Regions from separate parts of the Mus musculus genome. Here all the other regions are linked to region 2. A link is a contact called in public Hi-C, HiChIP or PLAC-seq and promoter capture Hi-C data. All regions are on one chromosome and are shown on one strand. The core of a region is the stretch at or near the end of the contact, and the rest is flanking DNA. Distances in the headings are between cores, read along the strand shown.

Evidence for each region. Promoter capture Hi-C pulls out the DNA fragments that hold promoters and counts their contacts. Hi-C and Micro-C count contacts between places; a contact is called where the count stands out from the background. HiChIP or PLAC-seq counts read pairs in DNA pulled down with a chosen protein or histone mark.
Region 1: a Hi-C map of cerebral cortex shows a contact between it and region 2, with 4 times the contacts expected there. The contact joins the enhancer-like site here to the promoter of Thrb in region 2. A contact is called at or near these places in 7 of 39 promoter capture datasets (3T3-L1-derived adipocytes, cranial neural crest, embryonic stem cells and 3 more), 9 of 484 Hi-C or Micro-C datasets (astrocytes, cerebellum, cerebral cortex and 5 more), 8 of 115 datasets of contacts at active chromatin or transcription factors (astrocytes, cardiomyocytes, hepatocytes and 4 more) and 3 of 9 other capture datasets (adipose tissue, liver and pancreatic islet).
Region 3: a promoter capture Hi-C map of liver shows a contact between it and region 2, with 7 times the contacts expected there. The contact joins the enhancer-like site here to the promoter of Thrb in region 2. A contact is called at or near these places in 11 of 39 promoter capture datasets (the 3T3-L1 cell line, cranial neural crest, embryonic stem cells and 3 more), 5 of 484 Hi-C or Micro-C datasets (liver and nephron progenitors), 9 of 115 datasets of contacts at active chromatin or transcription factors (bone marrow-derived dendritic cells, bone marrow-derived macrophages, embryonic forebrain and 6 more) and 3 of 9 other capture datasets (adipose tissue, embryonic stem cells and pancreatic islet).
Region 4: a contact with region 2 is called in an H3K4me3 HiChIP or PLAC-seq map of the 230-238 cell line, with 22 read pairs. The contact joins the enhancer-like site here to the promoter of Thrb in region 2. A contact is called at or near these places in 1 of 39 promoter capture datasets (stem cell-derived epiblast-like cells), 1 of 15 datasets of contacts at CTCF or cohesin (pro-B cells), 2 of 484 Hi-C or Micro-C datasets (cortical neurons and rod photoreceptor), 3 of 115 datasets of contacts at active chromatin or transcription factors (the 230-238 cell line and large pre-B cells) and 2 of 9 other capture datasets (embryonic stem cells and liver).

The regions. Positions count from the first base shown.
Region 1 is chr14:17,816,407-17,821,107 of GRCm38.p6, forward strand. The region is part of intron 1 of Thrb (thyroid hormone receptor beta); the gene reads left to right. Among named protein-coding and RNA genes, the nearest start is that of Thrb, 160 kb to the left of the region's middle. Within about 2 kb of position 1,930, at least 20 of the 459 cell types and tissues checked have an H3K27ac peak or open chromatin away from gene starts, as enhancers often do. A contact at or near this core is called in cerebral cortex and cortical glia, where this site is marked.
Region 2 is chr14:17,658,773-17,663,205 of GRCm38.p6, forward strand. Thrb (thyroid hormone receptor beta) reads left to right here and starts at 2,188. Exons shown (of 10, transcript NM_001113417.1): 1 at 2,188-2,252. LOC115488350 (serine/arginine repetitive matrix protein 1-like) reads right to left here and starts at 2,806. Exons shown (of 3, transcript XM_030248233.1): 1 at 2,460-2,806; 2 at 1,492-2,392; 3 at 1,144-1,159. The coding sequence starts at 2,806. The coding sequence ends at 1,516.
Region 3 is chr14:17,844,401-17,848,741 of GRCm38.p6, forward strand. The region is part of intron 2 of Thrb (thyroid hormone receptor beta); the gene reads left to right. Among named protein-coding and RNA genes, the nearest start is that of Thrb, 190 kb to the left of the region's middle. Within about 2 kb of position 1,626, at least 23 of the 459 cell types and tissues checked have an H3K27ac peak or open chromatin away from gene starts, as enhancers often do. A contact at or near this core is called in hepatocytes, intestinal villus epithelium and liver, where this site is marked.
Region 4 is chr14:17,430,875-17,435,308 of GRCm38.p6, forward strand. No RefSeq gene overlaps it. Among named protein-coding and RNA genes, the nearest start is that of Gm32121, 25 kb to the left of the region's middle. Within about 2 kb of position 2,262, at least 16 of the 459 cell types and tissues checked have an H3K27ac peak or open chromatin away from gene starts, as enhancers often do. A contact at or near this core is called in the 230-238 cell line, cortical neurons and pro-B cells, where this site is marked.

The DNA.
Region 1 (4,701 bases), core at 680-3,179, 160 kb after region 2:
TCCATTCTTCTCAGTTTGATGTTGAGGGGAGCAGTGAAAGTCTTCACATTGATGTATACAATAACAGTCACCTCATTCATCAACTGAAAAATCATTTTTTAAAACAAACAAACAAAAAAGTGGACCTGACTGTGTTTATTATGTCTCTATACTGAAGGTGATTCTAGTCTTTCCAACTTTCAGAAAAACATCCTTAAGGTAAGGAATCATGAACATGAGTAAAAAGGTAGCTAGTGACCAAACTGTATGTAATTAGTTCTCCCATGTACAATAACATGGATATAAGCGCATATCTGCACAGCAGACTGGAGTATGTAATACAGTCAAGGATAAACAGTCACCAATGCTTCATTCTTCTGAAATAAGAGGGTAGCTAGCAAAGCAAATACAAAGTGCCCCCAGAAAAGTCATAGCACAGAGGTATAAATCGCATCTTGAGCTTGGCTACTCGAGGTTCTAACAGGAGAATGTGCAGTCTGTGTTTGAACTTAGCAGCAGAAAAAGAGCTTGTGTTGTATTACTGATGTCTCTGTCAGACATGGGAGGGGCAAGAAGAGCTCCTGTTGGATTAGTGATGTCTGTGTTGAACATAGGAGGAACACATTTTTACCTCATGTTCACCTAGAAACTTTTTTTTATTACGTATTTTCCTCAATTACATTTCCAATGCTATCCCAAAAGTCCCCCCCCCCCCCACTACCCACCCATTCCCATTTTTTGGCCCTGGCGTTCCCCTGTACTGGGGCATATAAAGTTTGCCTGACCAATGGGCCTCTCTTTCCAGTGATGGCCGACTAGGCCATCTTTTGATACATATGCAGCTAGAGTCAAGAGCTCTGGGGTACTGGTTAGTTCACAATGTTGTTCCACCGATAGGGTTGCAGATCTCTTTAGCTCCTTGGATACTTTCTCTAGCTCCTCCGTTGGGGGCCCTGTGATCCATCCAATAGTTGACTGTGAGCATCCACTTCTGTGTTTGCTAGGCCCCGGCCTAGTCTCACAAGGGACAGCTATATCACCGTCCTTGCAACAAAGGCTTGCTAGTGTATGCCATGGTGTCATCGTTTGGAGGCATAATGAATATGCTTTAGAAAGATGGATTGCTCTCCTCAACATGTGGAGGGAGGAAAGAGGACAGCACATAGCTATAGCCCAGAGCTGAGGCTTCTAGCCTCTCTTGAGATTGTTTGATTTCTGTTGAGTTTTTCTAAATCATTTGTTTAGATCGTTCCTTATAAGTGTTGTAACATTGTATTTTTTTTCTATCCATTCCCATGACTACTCCCATGGTTTCAATCCTTATTATAAGAATTAAAATGGAAGTTTTCTCCATTCGTCTCTTGATTCTTATGCTTAAACTTTTTAATGGGGTCAGGAGTTATTAGGTCCATATGATCTATGTGAGATCCATGCACCATCTCTCTGAAAAGTGAAGGCCTGCACAAGACGCTACAAATTATTTAAGGAGCACTGGAAACTCCCCTGAGTCCATGCTTACTACTTGTTAGTTTATCTAACATCCATGTCTTCCTCATGTTGGATGGGGGCAATAATCCAAATGCATACTTTGGATAACTGAACTCCCTGCTCCAAGCCATTATGTGTCTTCTAACCTCAGAACACAGACCCAGTCTTCCTGATAGAATCCCAAACTAGTGACACCTATTCTGCCTTTGTAGCATTACCTACTGTACCTCTAAGCTTTGCCCTACCAAATCAGAGTGCCTCACTAACAGTCCCTCAAGAATTCTCAGTGTTCTGCCCTACAAGGGCCACTGTCCACAGTCCTCTCCCTGGTCTCCTGGACTGGGCCCTGCCCTACTTTCTAGCTGAGCCTGAGCTGGTTTTTCACCGTATTCATAGCTTCAACAGTCAGCACTGAAGAGGCGTTGTGTGAGCCTGGCAGATCCTCAACAGTTGCACACTTATCCACCCCCAGCTTGTTTCCTTGCCCTCCCCTTCTTTCCAACAGGCAGCCTTCTGAGCTTGTGTAGCTTCTAGACTCAACCATTGCAGGGAGGAGGAGAAAGAAACAGAAGGAAGAGGAAACAAAGATGATTCCATCACTCTGTCTTCCAGTGATTTTACCTCCAGTGATTACAATTTCATCTCCTCTGTGCTCCAGATACAATGGGGCAGACCCATAGAGCTTCTATTTCCACTGAGTAAGCCTGGACCACAAACCTGACCCCAGTATCTACCCTACAATCAGAGTCATCATCATCATCACCACCATAATCATCACCCTCATCATTACTTTACTTGTTTGTGTATGCATTCATGCCACAGTATACTGCTCTGAGGATAATTTCATAGTTATTTCTTTTTCTCACCATGTTGGTTTCAGGGATAAAACCTAGGTTATCAGATTTGGCAACAAGTACCTGTATCTGCCAAGTTCTATAGCCAGCCCTCCGTTCCTTTATTCTTGCCTGAATAGTTAAAAAGCTTGCTCCCATTGCTAAGTTCCTAGATACTGCAATTCCTATCTTTTGATTTAAGCGTTTTCCTTCACCTGTATTTTCATGTGTCTGCATGATATTTCTATTAACTTGGCCGATCTCTATATTCCCAGGTAAATCTTTCCTGGTCCAGCTGACATTTGGCAAATATTTGTTCAATTAATCATCAGGTTTTAAACTGTCTTCTGGGTGGTCATTCCTTAGTACAACAGATCAGCCTGTTAATTAACAGTGCTCAGTGATATCATGTGGGCTTCCTTGGTCAGTAACAAATTATCCCCAAATCCAGAAGCTTGAAACAATTAGCATTTATGAGTGCCTGGGTTCAAAGATTAGCAGGCTAGGTCTTTTAGTCCATCCAGGGCTCTTGAGGTGCTGTGGACAACAGCAGCTGCGTGACTCTGCCATTGTGGCTTTATGGAGACAGTTGATGGAGCCATTCTCACTGTGCTATTCTAGAAGAGGCCAAATCAGATATGCCCCCAACATAATCATGGGACAGCAGAGAGACACTTAAATAGAGCAAGAACTTTCTCAAACTTGTGCATGATCATGTCTGATGAAATTCCATGGAGCAAAAAGTCACGTGGTTGGAAATAGGATTGAGGGGTTCAGGGAGAAAGAACTCAATTCTTCACTGAACAGGGGTGGTGGTGGACGGTTAGTGAGGGTGAGGAGTGGATAGAAAGTTAGTACAGGTGTGAGGGAGGATGGAAGGTTAGTGCAGGGGTGAGGGGTGAGTGGAAGGTTAATGCAGGGGTAAGGGGTGGTGGGAGGTTAGTACAGGGGTGAGGGAGGATGGAAGGTTAGTACAGGGGAGAGGGAGAGTGGAAGATTAGTGTAGGGGTGAGTAGAAGGTTAATGCAGGGGTAAGGGGTTGATGGAAGGTTAGTGTAGGAGTGAGGGAGAGTGGAAGGTTAGTGTAGGGGTGAGGGGTGGTGGGAGGTTAGCTGCAGGGGTGAGTAGGGGTGGCATTTGTTATTACAGTCTTAAGTATTTGAAACATTTCAAAAGTAAGTCTCTTGTTAGTGAATATGAGTGAAAGTTATCTTTAAAAAGAAAAATTAGAAAAACAATCTGTGCCACCTAAGTTTTACGAAGGAAAGCCAAAGTGTAAGAATTTCTCTAAAAACTATAAGGCATTTTGACATAGCTATACAAAAGGAGCCATTAGCCCAGCAGGGAGCAGAAAAGAGTAAATCACTGGGGAGAGAGAGGTAGGAAGAAAGAGGGAAAGGAAACAGAAAGCAAAGGGAGGAGATATCATACAATAAGAAATATTTTTTTCCATTTTTTATTAGGTATTTAGCTCATTTACATTTCCAATGCTATACCAAAATTCCCCCATACCCACCCACCCCCACTCCCCTACCCACCCACTCCCCCTTTTTGGCCCTGGTGTTCCCCTGTACTGGGGCATATAAAGTTTGCGTGTCCAATGGGCCTCTCTTTCCAGTGATGGCCAACTAGGCCATCTTTTGATACATATGCAGCTAGAGTCAAGAGCTCCGGGGTACTGGTTAGTTCATATTGTTGTTCCACCTATAGGGTTGCAGATCCCTTTAGCTCCTTGGGTTCTTTCTCTAGCTCCTCCATTGGGAGCCCTGTGATCCATCCATTAGCTGACTGTGAGCATCCACTTCTGTGTTTGCTAGGCCCCGGCATAGTCTCACAAGAGACAGCTACATCTGGGTCCTTTCAGCAAAATCTTGCTAGTGTATGCAATGGTGTCAGCGTTTGGATGCTGATTATGGGGTGGATCCCTGGATATGGCAGTCTCTACATGGTCCATCCTTTCATCTCAGCTCCAAACTTTGTCTCTGTAACTCCTTCCATGGGTGTTTTGTTCCCAATTCTAAGGAGGGGCATAGTGTCCACACTTCAGTCTTCATTCTTCTTGAGTTTCATGTGTTTAGCAAATTGTATCTTATATCTTGGGTATCCTAGGTTTGGGGCTAATATCCACTTATCAGTGAGTACATATTGTGTGAGTTCCTTTGTGAATGTGTTACCTCACTCAGGATGATGCCCTCCAGGTCCATCCATTTGGCTAGGAATTTCATAAATTCATTCTTTTTAATAGCTGAGTAGTACTCCATTGTGTAGATGTACCACATTTTCTGTATCCATTCCTCTGTTGAGGGGCATCTGGGTTCTTTCCAGCTTCTGGCTATTATAAATAAGGCTGCTATGAAGATAGTGGAGCATGTGTCCTTCTTACCAGTTGGGGCATCTTCTG
Region 2 (4,433 bases), core at 938-3,437:
CTACCAAATTTCCTGTTGGAGCGTTGCGATTATATAACACTGTTACAACCAGTCTTGTAAGCCGTTTAATACTTTCACTGATTCTCATTTCATAACTTTCCAAGCAAAATGAAATCAGACAAAACCATCTGAACAAAGAAAAGTAATCTTTTGATGTTGTTGTTATAGTTCATTTTTAGTATGTGGTTTTCTTCAGAAAGAATTTAAGAAAAAACATAGCTCAGAATTATACTAGAAGTATAACGTCCAGGGATTCCGGGTTTCCCAGGGGCCTCTTGAATTCCCCTTTCTAACTTATTACAGAGCTGTTCACAAGTCTCCCCCCCCCCCCCCCCCCCCCCCGACCTGGGCCAAGCCAGGCTTTTCCTTGCAGCCACCAGGGGGCTGTCTGGTTAGGAACTGGGTAGGAGAAGCTGCAGCTTTCCTCCAAACCAACCAAAACCTCCCAAGGCAGCTTTGGAGCAAAGCCCAGGAACTCGCCTGCAAAACAACCTTCACTCTAGAGCCGGCAAGTTCTTAGTGAAGCTTCATTCCGGGTGAGGAATAAAACACGGATTTCTTACAAAGAATTCAAAGGGCAGCCGAGTCTGTGCTGGCCGCGGGGAAAGGCAACGTTCTAGCAGCTGCTTTCTCTCCTGAGTCCTGCTTCTGACTCGCCACAGTTGTTAATGCTGTGACAGGAGGTGTGTTGGCCTTTCTTCTTTTTCCTTTCCTGTGGACTGCCCAAATAACACCCCCGGGGGGGCCTTATCACCCGTGGGGAAATCTAGACAACTCTTTAAAATGATCTAGACATCATTCCCTTTTATACCGTGTTACAAGAGTATGTTGAAGAAAGATTTTTCAAGGTATTTTTTTTTAACAGTGTTCATAAGAACATAATTGTATTCGGTCCTTAATCAAAGTAGTTTTGTCGCAATTGTTAACTTCCCATTGGCTGCGAGTTCTCTGAGCACTCTGCGTTTTTCCAATAAAACCTACCTCCAAGGCGTAGCTGGAAGACTGCCTGGGTCATCTGGAACAGCACACTGTCGCCCGCTGTTTTCTCCCAACCTGACCTTCGGAACTTGAGGTATGGACATTTCAGCGCTATGCTTGCAAGTGCAGAACCCTTCCAGGGTGGAGATTATTTTTGTCTTCTGGTTTTGTACTTATATTTCTAGGACAGAGGCGAAATAACGAGGTGTCCCTTTAAACCCTACTTGTAGAACCAACCCGGAACACACTCAGTGAGGTGTTGGGGGGGGGGGGCACTTCTCATTTAGGGCAAGCAAGGCATTGCCCATTGGTGTGGGGGAGCAGAGCGTCCAGAGCCACAGGAGGATCTGAGCGCCCCGTGTTTCCAAGCGCACCACAAGTGGTTTGGGGGCGGAAGGAGGAGCGCGGTGACACCTGCCGCGCCTGTCGGGCGACTCAGGAGGGTTGTGCCCCTGGAGATCCCCTCTATCTCCTGTCATTCATACCCTACCCCACCCCCTGTCACACTCCTACCTCTTCAACTAAAAGAATGATGGCTCAAATGGATCCTCCACGCTCCTGCAGTTGGGTGGGTGGACGCGTGTCCACCAGACCCGCAGCTACGTGACCCCGGGGGAGGGTGGCGCACAAGGCGCCGTTACCGCAGAGTCGTAGCGGGGGACATTTGCACATAAGCGGCAGGTGCGCAGGGCACTCGAGTGGAGGGTTGCTCGGGCAGTGGCAGGGAGCACAGCCCGGAAGCCATTTCGTCTCTGATACTCTGGCGGAGCCAGGGTGGCCTGAGCCTGCCGCAGCTGCTGGGAGAATCGAACAGGCTAGAGGACCAGAGGGGAAGAACGGTCGGCGGTTCGCCAGCGGCGGAGGAGCTGACACCCTAGTCCCTAGTAAGGCTACCGCGCTGGGTCCTCCGGAGTCGGAGACTCCGGCCCTGCACCTCGCCGCCCGCGCAGGTCGCGGCAGAGAGGTCGCCGGTGTCCTGGGACCCACGCTGCGCCCCTCAGCGTCGGCGCCGGAGGAGAGTTGACAGGTCAAGGGAATAGGGCTCGCTCGGGAGCCCGCGCAGTACTGGACCCCGTGGCGGAGGGGGCGGAGCGGGGAGGAGACTGCGGCTCGGCCGAGCACGGCGCAGCCTTGGGCGGGCGGCCGGCCGGCGTGACGCGGCGGGATTAACTTTGCATGGCTAATACGAGCACCAGAGCTGAGGCCACCGGCTGCTCGGCCGCAGCTCGCCAGCACGCCGCCTTGGGGCGCCACCTCCAGGCTCCAGCGCTCTGGTAACTTGGCAGGGTGGGCGGGCGTGGGGGGAGGTCTACAGGTCTTGCGGGCCGGGCGCGGGTGGCCAGCGACGCGCTCTGTCCTTGAAGCTGGCCTCTGAGACCGGCTCCTCTCGGGCTCGGGCACCCGGTGCAGGGACCTGAAGCCAGAACCCAACTAGGGACAAGCTCCTTGTGAAATGGAGTTTGACGTCCTGGGCTCCGAACCCAGTGGAAGTTTCCATGAGGAGGAAGTTGTAGGGCATGGGGGTTCGGAAGAGGCTGACAGGCGCGGGGGTGGGCGATTTAAAGGGACTGTGGGTCTCGTGTCCCATCTTTTTGGCTCCTGCACAGGAACTCCAGGCTTTGGAAAGGAGAAAGGTCCTGAATAAGCTGCTGCTCAGTGCCAGTCTGCCTCTCATCCGCTCCGCAGGCTCCCTCCCTCCAGAATCGCTCTTTTCCTTTGCTTCTTTTGGGTTCTGCATGTTTGTGACGATCCGGGTGGTGTCAGCTGTGCTCCCTAAGACCGGGAAAGACGTCTTTGGAGGGTTTCTATTGTTAGGGTTAGTTGTCATTTTGGAGGAAGATTTCCCGTGACTGCAGTGGGATTATTATTGGAGCTAATTCTTAAAGCCTTCTGGTTTGTTTTTAAGAGGGAGGGGGCGGAGTGTGCATACGTGGGTTGTTTTTGGTTTTTTGTTTGTTTGTTTGTTTGTTTTTAATTAAAGGCTAACTGTATAATTTGCCCCAAATGGGAAGTTTTTAAAGGGTCTATTAAGCATTTCTATAGTGAGTCAAATAAAGAAAAGAATACCTGGGCAGGCAGGTTCGCTATCCCATTCTGCCCTTTGCACACACATGAAGAACTCAAAGACTGTCGAATCAGAAAATAACATTGCATAAATTCCTCCTCTTCAAGTGTGGTTGATCCTAGATACTAGTGATCAGTTTTTAAAGACCTGTTTAAAACTGAACATTCTTTGTTCAATGCATGAAAAGGAGAACACAGCAAGCAATTTAGTTAACGATGACCGTATTAAGTAGTGTAGACCCGTTGGGGAGTTTCTTTATATGATTTATCTCTGGTTTAGCATGTTTGATGATACTGTAATGAAATATCCTCACTGTGTTGCAAAGGAATAAAATTTTCTTTTTGGTAAAGAAACGTTCTGTGATTCATTCTGAATATTCTGGATGACTGATCTCCCTAATTCACTTCAGCTTGTTATTTCCCGTTCTGAAAGAAGTCATGAACTTGGTACCATTAATGAAAAGGTGTTTCGTGGGAAGTATTTTGGACAGGGGCAGATTTTAGAGTGTTTTCATGCTGATTGGCCGTGCTTCAATTGACCCGGAGAGATATTAAGTAAAAAGTGCATTTGCTTGAGCCATTTTATGTGAAGAAATTAGTGAAGAATAACTTATTGCTTTCCCATGTTAAATAGATACTATTAGGATCCTATATTTTAAATAAATTCCAATTGTTTATTATATACTGGAAAAGAAAAATCTGCTTCACTTTGTGAGTAAAGGTAAATGGTACTGAACTGCTTCAGAATTGCTAATTTTTAATGAAACTGTTCTTGTTGGCATTACAATGCAAAAGCTTAATCTCATTGGCATTGAGGTATTGCTATATAAAGTAACTGGCACTAGAAGGGGGATAAATATTTGACTTCTCCCCTTCCAGCTTCTTTGTGGTAAATTTTGTATTAAAAAGAAACAAGCTGCAACTTCCCTATAATCCAGCACCTCTGGAAAAGGATGACTTGTTAAACAATTCCTAGGAAGGGAAAGCTGAGGCCCGCTCCTTCCCTGCTTGTTTGTAGATGCTGGTTCCATCCAGCAATGGATGCTTGGAGCTACCAGACAGCTTCTATACTTACTGTGTAGTAAGCTTATCTTTTCTATGGAAATCAGTAGAGGTGACTGGCTTCTTTAGTCTCTTGCTCTTGTGGAGGTTACATGCCACCTTCTTAGTAGGCAGGCTTTTTTTCCCTGTGTTCTCTCTGAAAGATCCTCTGCTTTTTGATCTGTTTTTCCCCTCAATACTAGCTATGGTCAGAACTGTTCTTTTGTTCTGATACTTGTGAATTTCCTCTTTAACACTGAATTCTGACTATTCTAGATGACAGCATGGTGTTCAGGAGGACGACAGTGTTCATATCTTTTTGCACTCTTGTTCTACCAGCATTTGCAAGA
Region 3 (4,341 bases), core at 376-2,875, 190 kb after region 2:
CATGCAAGAGTTCTTCTGCCTTGTAGATCACACTTTAAATATAATTAGAAACACTTGGTTAGTTATTCTAATAACATGTATGCAGTTATTGCACTAGTGGCCATATCTCGCCAGGTCGGTCATTGCTGTAGCTTGCTTGAGTTCACAGCTGACTAAGACTGTTGATTACTTTATTAAGATCAACAGCTGATAAACAAGACTTGATGAAATTAAAAAAAAAGAGGTTTTACAGCAAAAGATACCACTATTCAAGTGAAGAGGCAGCCTACAAAATAGGGGTTGTAGGGGGACCCTCTACCAGTTATACATCTGTCAGAGGGTTAATGTCTAGAATATACAAAGAACTCAAAAATCTAAACACACACACACAAAAACCCCAAACCAATTTAAAAATAGAATATGCAACTAGATAGAGACTTGATAGATGAAATACAAATGGCTAAGAAATATTTTTTTAAATGCTGAACATCCTTAGCTGTCAATGAAATGCACATTGCAATTTTATCTTACCCCAGTCAGAATAGATAAAAGCAAGAAATCAAATGACAAAACAAACAAAAACCACTACAGTGCATGTAGGAAAGGGGACCACACTGACTTGCTGCAGATGAGAGTTACAGACTGATACAGCCAGGGGGAAATCTGGATGCAGATTCCGTACTAGAAATAGATCTACTGTATGATCCAGAGATCTTTCTAGATTTGGTTTTACAAGTGGGAGAGGAAGGCTATCAGAGGAGTCAGCTGCCTTACCAACTGAGTCTCCACAGGGCTTTTCCAGGTAGACTAGGGCAGCTAGAGCCTGGGGCTCTGTCGAGAGCATGTGCAAATGATACAGAGAGGCCATTCACATGTGCAGGGCTAGTCACGGCGGTGGGCTGCTCAACCCAAAGAATCTCTGTTTATCTACAGGCAGAAGGAATCTAGAATGCTCCTAACTGCTGTAAACCACAGAATTTAACTTCTTTGAGGATAATTTGCATGGTGTTCAGTTTCTTTCAAGCATCTTTTCTGGAAGTTGAGCACATTTTCTGTTAAACAGTAACCAGTGTGTGCTTTCCTATCTGTGGTAATGCAATAATTGCTATTTCATATCTAGGTTATTTTTTAAACCATATGATTTCCAGACCTACCAACCCAGTCTGTGCAAACAGCCCCAAGTAGGGCTGCCCATGCATAGCTCTCCTATGGAATTTAGTTTCATGAACGGCATTAGCATCCATCTTTCTAACTGGAGGATTAAGACACATACAATCTAGTAAAGAATATACTCATTTAAATCAAGTCAGGCCAAATAGTGTCTAGAGCCTTTTCTCTCAAGCACAACAGAGTCAGCCATGGGATAGCAGAATTGCTACAGTTTTATTCAACACTCACGTAGCAGTAGTCTCTATTTCCAGCTGTGTTGTGTGTGGCATGGTCACAGAGCAACTCATTAAGCCCCATGATGCTCCTAGAAATGGACAATAGATTCCTGCTCTATGGGTAGGGAAACCAAGACGAGGAGATTAAGCAATTGCTCCAGCCACAGGTTTGGCTCAATGTGTTGTTTACACTTCTTGAGAGGTTCTGTCCATGCTGACTCTTTCAACTTGTAAAATTCAAAGAAGCAAAGTTTACCCAGCACCTTATCTGTTGTGCAACTGCTAGGTGGGTAAATCAGCAACACCTTTGCCCTAGGAACTCTGAGCCTATCTGAGGAGACGGAGAGAGTAGTGGTTATAACACAACGTTAACACGAGCTCGGAAGCAACAGCTCTGCCTGTGCCAGTAGGATGAGGGTAGGAGAAGCATGGTCAGCCTTTCCAAATAAAAGGAGTGAGCAGGAATAAGAGTGTGGATGTGTATTCAAGCAAAGTACGTTTTAGAGTTGTCAGTGTGCCTGGTGGCAGAAGAATTGCATTGTGAAGGGCTGCAGGGGCCATGATCAGGTTGGGACAGAGTCATTTGGAGGCTGAAAAGTAGGACACTCCCTTGACCTAGTGGGAAGCAACTGAGGCTAGAGACACATAAGAGATATAAGAAACACCTTCAAGAAAGATTTGGCCTGGACATCAGCATCATAGTCTTCCCCCAAAAAAAGAAGGAGGAGGGAGGAAATTAACAAAGCTTGGTGACTGGAAACCAAGCATTTCAGAAAGCTTGAGAGGAAAATACAGAGTGAACTGTGTATAGCATGTGAGTGGGGGGTGTGGGGATTGAAAGAGAAAAATGGAGGAGGAAGGAATTAAGAGGAAGGGAAGAAGGAGGGAAAAAGGGGGCTGAGAGAAGAGGTCACAGATGGAAAAGAGGAGAGAGAGTGAAGCATGCTAGCACCTTTGGAAGATCCAAAGGCATTGTGTCATAGGAATGATGCCTTTGCCATCCTGGCTCTATGCACCCTCTGCTCAGCCTCTCTTGGTCAGCTCCAGTTTGGATCACTCACTAGCAGCCATGGTCATGACTCTGCTACAGCTGCAGAGATCTCCACTGGAGTAAACAAATCAGGGTGATGGGAGAGTTCCTTTTGGGGCGCTGCCTTGGCCTGCAGGCAGCTCGCAGATCTGGCACAACAGCAGAAACATACTAGCTCAAGACAGAAGTAAAGCAAATTAAAGCCATTGCCAGGCTTGCTTACAGGGAACAGGGGCCACTTCCAAAGCACTGCTTTTTCCCAGAATAAAATAGTATTTAAAAAGCCAAACACCTGACATTTACATTGACAATTATCAAGCCTCTATCTTGATGACCTTTAACCCAAGGACTCTTCCCAGCCATGAGGAACCTGAAGACTTGTTTCAAGCCAAATTATTATTTCCCTCGTGGCTGGCTAAAAGTAGCATAATTAGTGGAGAGAGCCATTTTACTCAGCAATTATGATTATAGCCATGCTGGGCCAGGAGGATAGTGAGCATTCTAATGGCTGTGGATAAGGTAGCACGTCAGGTGTTCGCTGCCCAGGAGCCTCCCGATGCTGGGAGTCCCATTTCAACAAGGGGTTGGGTTACGACACGCTTTGCTGGCTGCTTGCTGCAATACTGGCCTCCGGCAGCAGGCCAGAACGCTGAGAGGGAGCCCCTGGCCCTCCTGGAGAGAAGCATGGGCTATGAGCTAGCTGTCTGGGAGGAATAGCTTGTGGTCAGTCCTACCAGTCATGACAGCAGTCCAGTGTTGGCAAGCCAGGACAACTGAAATTCACTGCAAGAAAGTGTAACTGGGAGAGCACGGCTACACAAATACAGGACGTAACTGGCCTCCCAGAAGCTCACTGGGCTGGAAAGCCTCTATCCTGTGGAACCTGGAGGTTGGACTGAATGTAGAGATGTCTCAAAGTCATCTGAGCCCAGAGGACAGCAAGGTGAGCATCAATCTAGCCCTGTAATGCTCTCAATGCTGTTACAGTTAATGAGAGTCAAGCAATGTGTGTTCATCTGAAGGGCATGGACGGACATTAGTGGCCAGCCGCTTGGAGTTCTGGCATGCCCTTGATAAGGGTATGGTTCCACAAATGTACTGTCAATTCTCTATCTGAATCTTTAAAAAGACAGTATACATGTATGTATGTATGTATGTATGTGTGTATGTATTTATACACACACATATGTATATACATATATATCAAATTTCAAACCTTTCTATTGGCAGCTAGAAGAATCAGTTGTAATAAATGTATATAGTGTATAATGATGCATTTTCTAAACTTAAAAAATTTTGGAGAAGCATAAAAGGAAAATAAGGTATTTTCCTATTCTGAAATAAGATATTGAATTTGGTTGAGGATGGAAAACTATAATCATTCTTGGTAACGTATTTTCAGAGGTGTTCAGTAGTTACCAGATCTATGGGAAAGACTGGAATATTCCATAGAGGCTGGGGGTTTGGTGGTAATACATGTTTCAGTGAAAGGTTGCTGGAGTGAAGGAGTTTCACCTGAGCCACAGAGGCTTCGGGAGGGAGTGCACCTGTTTTCAGGTGTGGGCCACATTGACTTGAATTACCAAGGGAAAAGGTTGGCTCTTCTTTGGGGAAAAGGTAGCAGAGCAGACCCTTCTGATTTAAAATAAATAAATAAATAAAATGGAAACCTACTTTCTGGAAAATGCATTTCTTATAGATGCAAACTTGGCATGCAGGAACAGGGATTTTGTGGACTCCTGTGGAGTCTATGTGGCAAACAGGTGTGGTGGGAACTTCAGGGGCTTGGCAGAATTCTCCAGGAGTTTGCCTAGAGTTTCTGTGGAACTGGGTTTTTCCCAGAGTAGTCTGCTTGACCATCGCACATTGAAGTGCCATGTAAAGGACATACCTGGAGCTTCACAGTCAACAAAGCCTGCTTTGGATTTCATTGGGGCTGTTTTTAGG
Region 4 (4,434 bases), core at 1,012-3,511, 230 kb before region 2:
TTTCCGTGGTATCCAGTGTGAGATGCCAGAGACTGAGAACCTGTTATTAGGACTGCACCTTGTCCTTCCCTACCCCCACCCCCACCCCCAGCAAGCTCAGATTCCGTGGCTTCACACAGCCAGACACCACCCGGGACCTCGTGGAAAGCATGCAGCAGTCCTTCCATGTCTGCCTGCCCAGAGTACCGAAACTCTGGTAGGAAACGGATTTTCTCCCACTCCCTCTTTCCCCCACTCCCAATGCCCCACATGCATCCATGAGTGGGATCCATTAACAAGGATTAACATATCATGCAGGCACTTTCTTACCTTAGTCATATGTGATAGTCAAATGTATAATCAAAAGTTAAAGTAGGCAAGGAGTGGGCAGAGAAAAGTGTTAGTCAATGTGGGCTTAAAACAGAAGGCAAAGCTGTTTTTCCCCTCTTGCCTCTAGCTATTTATTATGAAATATCAAACTACTCCAAATGTTTGCGCTCAAAGTGACCATTTAAAAATTTTGCAGTATCCTGAGTACCATTTGGGGGTTAAATAATAGAGTTCTGTTTAATGTGTTGATGTTTTTGCTGGTCATAGTTGAGCTGTGATCTATTAGCAACTGCTGCAAGAAGGTGGTCAGAACTGGATCTTGGTGGGTGTGGGCTTGTTATAGGGATCCAGAGATGAACAGGAAGCTGGGATCACCTCTTTGTCTCTTGACAGGTATCTCAGGGCTTAGCATCCTGCCTCTCCTGATGATCTTTCTGTACAGTTTGTGGACTTCTTATGTCTGAGCTCAGGGCTCCTAAAATGTAGCCTAAGGACTTCTCGACCTTTTCGTCTTAATTTCACATCTGATACAGCTCATCTCTGATTCAACAGTTTGTAGATTCAGCTTACAGGGTGAGCTGTATTTAATGCAGAGAGTGAGGATTCAAAGATCAGAACCCCAGAAGATGTGGCTCATAATGGAAGCCTTTCATTTTAGACTAATTACTATGTTGTTAAGAGGTTATTGATAATGTTTCTACCTAGGGGTAGCAACCATAGGAATAAATGTGAGAGACTGTTGTCAGCCGTTGCTTCTCTAGTGCATAGTCAGACAATGCTCAGATACTAATCCTATTATCTTCCACAGATACTAATCCTATTATCTTCCAGGTGTCTTCTGTACACTAAGTGTGTTTCTAAGACCACTGCCATAAAAGGGGAACAATGACTTAGGGAAGTTTGGGTCTGAGAGAAAATTTATGCAAGTTAATTTAGTGAGGATAGCTGGGAAAGACAAGGCTGAGCATTCAGTATGGATTAAAATTCAGTATGGATTAAAAAAAAATAACATTAAGGTGTCTTCTTGTGGACTTGGCTTTGGCTCTTGAGACTAGATAGCTTCAAGTTTTCTTGGTTTATCTAAAGAGAGAAACAAGCGTTCTAGATTCCCTAGAGAAGTGTGACCTTCCATATCTGGCAAGTTTTGCTGCCAGGTTTAAACGCCCTTCTCTTGCCCAGTAAACGATGGTGAAGGAACCTGTGAGGAAAAGCAAAAACAAAATGTCATTTGAGTGGTTTGTTAATAATTTACTCATGCAAACCAAGTAAATAACATTGTTGCTGCTCTAGAAATGCGGGGCATTTCTGGACATAATAGATGTAGCAGGATATAACCAAGTAAGCATGCAGGGTGCACTTATGCCAGCTGCCAATTATCCTTCATCACTAGTCATTCATTCATACAGTGAAACATCACCAATCAAATGCTAAGGTTCACGCATCTTTATAAACAATTCCCAGTTGTACCACTTTTTTAAATTTAGTATTTAGGATGCTACATTACCATCCAAAAATTTAGCCCTCTTAAGCATTTCTTGCATTTTCAAATTAGATTTCAATAGCCATGTTTGTCTAAGCTCATTTGCTTTGTGAAACGATTATTGTCCTAAGAAAAATTAAGAAGCTAAAGCTTTGTAGCTGATCTTCGGGTCCTATGTCCAATAGTATACATAAAGCCACGGAGGGGACTTGTCCCTTGGTTCTGCCTGACTCCCACATCAGCCCATGGTGACACCATTTATAAGCAATCTGTTATTATTGCTTTAGCTGATAAATTAACTGCCATAAATAACATTTTCTGGTTTCTCAGAGACATTAAAGAAGGATTGATTGTGTAGGGTGCCTCTGTCGATAATAAATGGGCTTCCTTTTTTCCTTCAGGAAACGGAACTAGGTTATTATCAGTCAAGAATCAAGAATGTGGAACCCAGGTTGCATGATGATTTTTCTGCTTCTAAGAGAGTAGGCCTGCCTATGTATTTCAGACTGCTATGTATCTGGAATTCTGTTGTAGGTTGGAGGGTTTATTTTTTGTCTTTTTTTTTTTTTAATGAGGGTATAAAAATAGAGAAGTGTTTTCAGAAGATGAAGCCACAGTTCCCCAGGGTCAAGGCAGGACTGTATACTCCAGAGAGGAAAGAAGTTCAAGTATAAATATAGAACACACCAGGGAAATTTTTTGCCTTCATTTCAAATTTATGTAATTAAATTATAATTCTTCTTAACAGACATACATGATGTAATTTGTTATGTAAAAGATGTGACTAATAAATGATTTGTGTGAAACAGTCACAGAGAAGAGAATGGTTTGGGCCTTATGTATTCAGCTCGGATGTGAATGAAATGTCTTTCTTTAGAGTAAGGACTGATACCTTTTGCACATTACACCCACAGTACATCTGTTTAGAATGAATGGAAGCTGCTGTTCTATTTTCAAAGTAAATGGATATGGTTTTAAAGATCCATCTTTACTTCAAAGTCTAGGAGAGATATAGAACAGAGCAGACTAGAACTGAAACACTATTTATGATAGAATTCAACTGAAATCTTGATGGAAAATGTTTGTTTGCCATATAAATTAAACAGTAATTTTTAGAAAATATTAACAACTGAGCAGATTACTACATAACTTTAATCACAGAATGTGTGGAGATGAGGCAGGAGGATTGCTGCGAGCCTGATGTCAGCCTACAGACCAATGCCAGATCAGTCAGAGGGAGACAGAAAGCGTTTCAGAAAAACCTTTAAAGTATCCTTAAACTATATCCTTTGTTAAATTGGTATCGTGTGTGTGTGTGTGTGTGTGTGTGTGTTCCTGAACTGATTTCCCAACTTAGCTTTCCAGATAGTCTCTCACTAATTCTGAAACATACCGGTTGCTTAGACTGCCTTGCCATCAAACCCCAGAATCTCCCTTATTCCCTCTGCTGTCCCCCTAACCCAGAAAGCCCTGGGGTCACAAAGGCATTCCATGTCCCATACCTAGTTCTCAAATAGGATGTTGGGGCTCCATACTCAGTCTTTATGCTAACACAGAGAGCACTTTCAGTAGTTACTCTCCAGCTCAAATTGGTGTGACTTTTGAAAATACTTAATGGTTAGCAGATGTTCACTGGGAAAAGAAAATGCATTTGGTAGTATTGCAAGTAAAAAGATCAAAAGCCAGTACCTGCTGAGCAGGGTCAACAGTTGTTCTTCAAATAGAAATAGCTTGGTACCAGATCAAGCTCACCATTGAAAACATGACTCATCCATCTGGCCACTCATTGTTTACTAAGGTCTTTGATTTGGTAACTCTTATTTTCTATGCTAAGCTCAGAGAATTTTACCTGAGGGTCTAGCTCCAGCTTGATAGATGTCCTGGGGATTAGTGGGGGTCTTCTCATGATGTGGAAGCTTGGAGGGGTGCTACTTCCATTCAGGCCTACTAGAATGGGATGGGAAGTTTTCCCCGAAGGAGTAGATTACAGGTTATCTTTGAAAACTTTGAAGGCGACTTCTGACCTGTTCTCCCTTCCTTCCCAAGCATACACGTGCCATCTTCTCAAAGAGAAAGTATTGCAGACTCACTGTCAATGGATAGCAGTGGGACACTTTCTCTTTACAATGCCAGAACAAGACATTTCTAGACACCAAAGAGGAAAGTAGAGAGTCTTCAAGTCTCACTTGATAGAACAACTGTGTTCATCAGGGATCTTGGAGCTGAATGTGGAGACAAGGCCTTTAGTCCCAGCATTCAGGAGGCAGAGCCTGACAGATCTCCTTGAGTTTAAAGACAACCAAGTCAAAATTCAGGTTCCAGGCCAGCCAAATGTACATGAAGTTCTGCCTCAAAAAAAAAAAAAAAAAAAGGGGGGACCTAGTATATAGTAGCAGCCAGGGCAGAGACTATAGCATCACTGTGACCAACACTTTTCATGGAAGAGTGGTTTTTATTGTTGTTTTGTTTTATTTTGTTTTGTTTTGTGTTCTCTCATAAGAGCCCTAGCCAATGTATGGGACCTTGTTCAACTATTGCAACATGAGAGCCATTAGCATGTAGTGGGTGAAAGTCAGGGATATTGGATAAGCCCTACTATAAATAGGACAAAGAATGGTCTTCAGTGCTTAATTTGAAAAGCCATG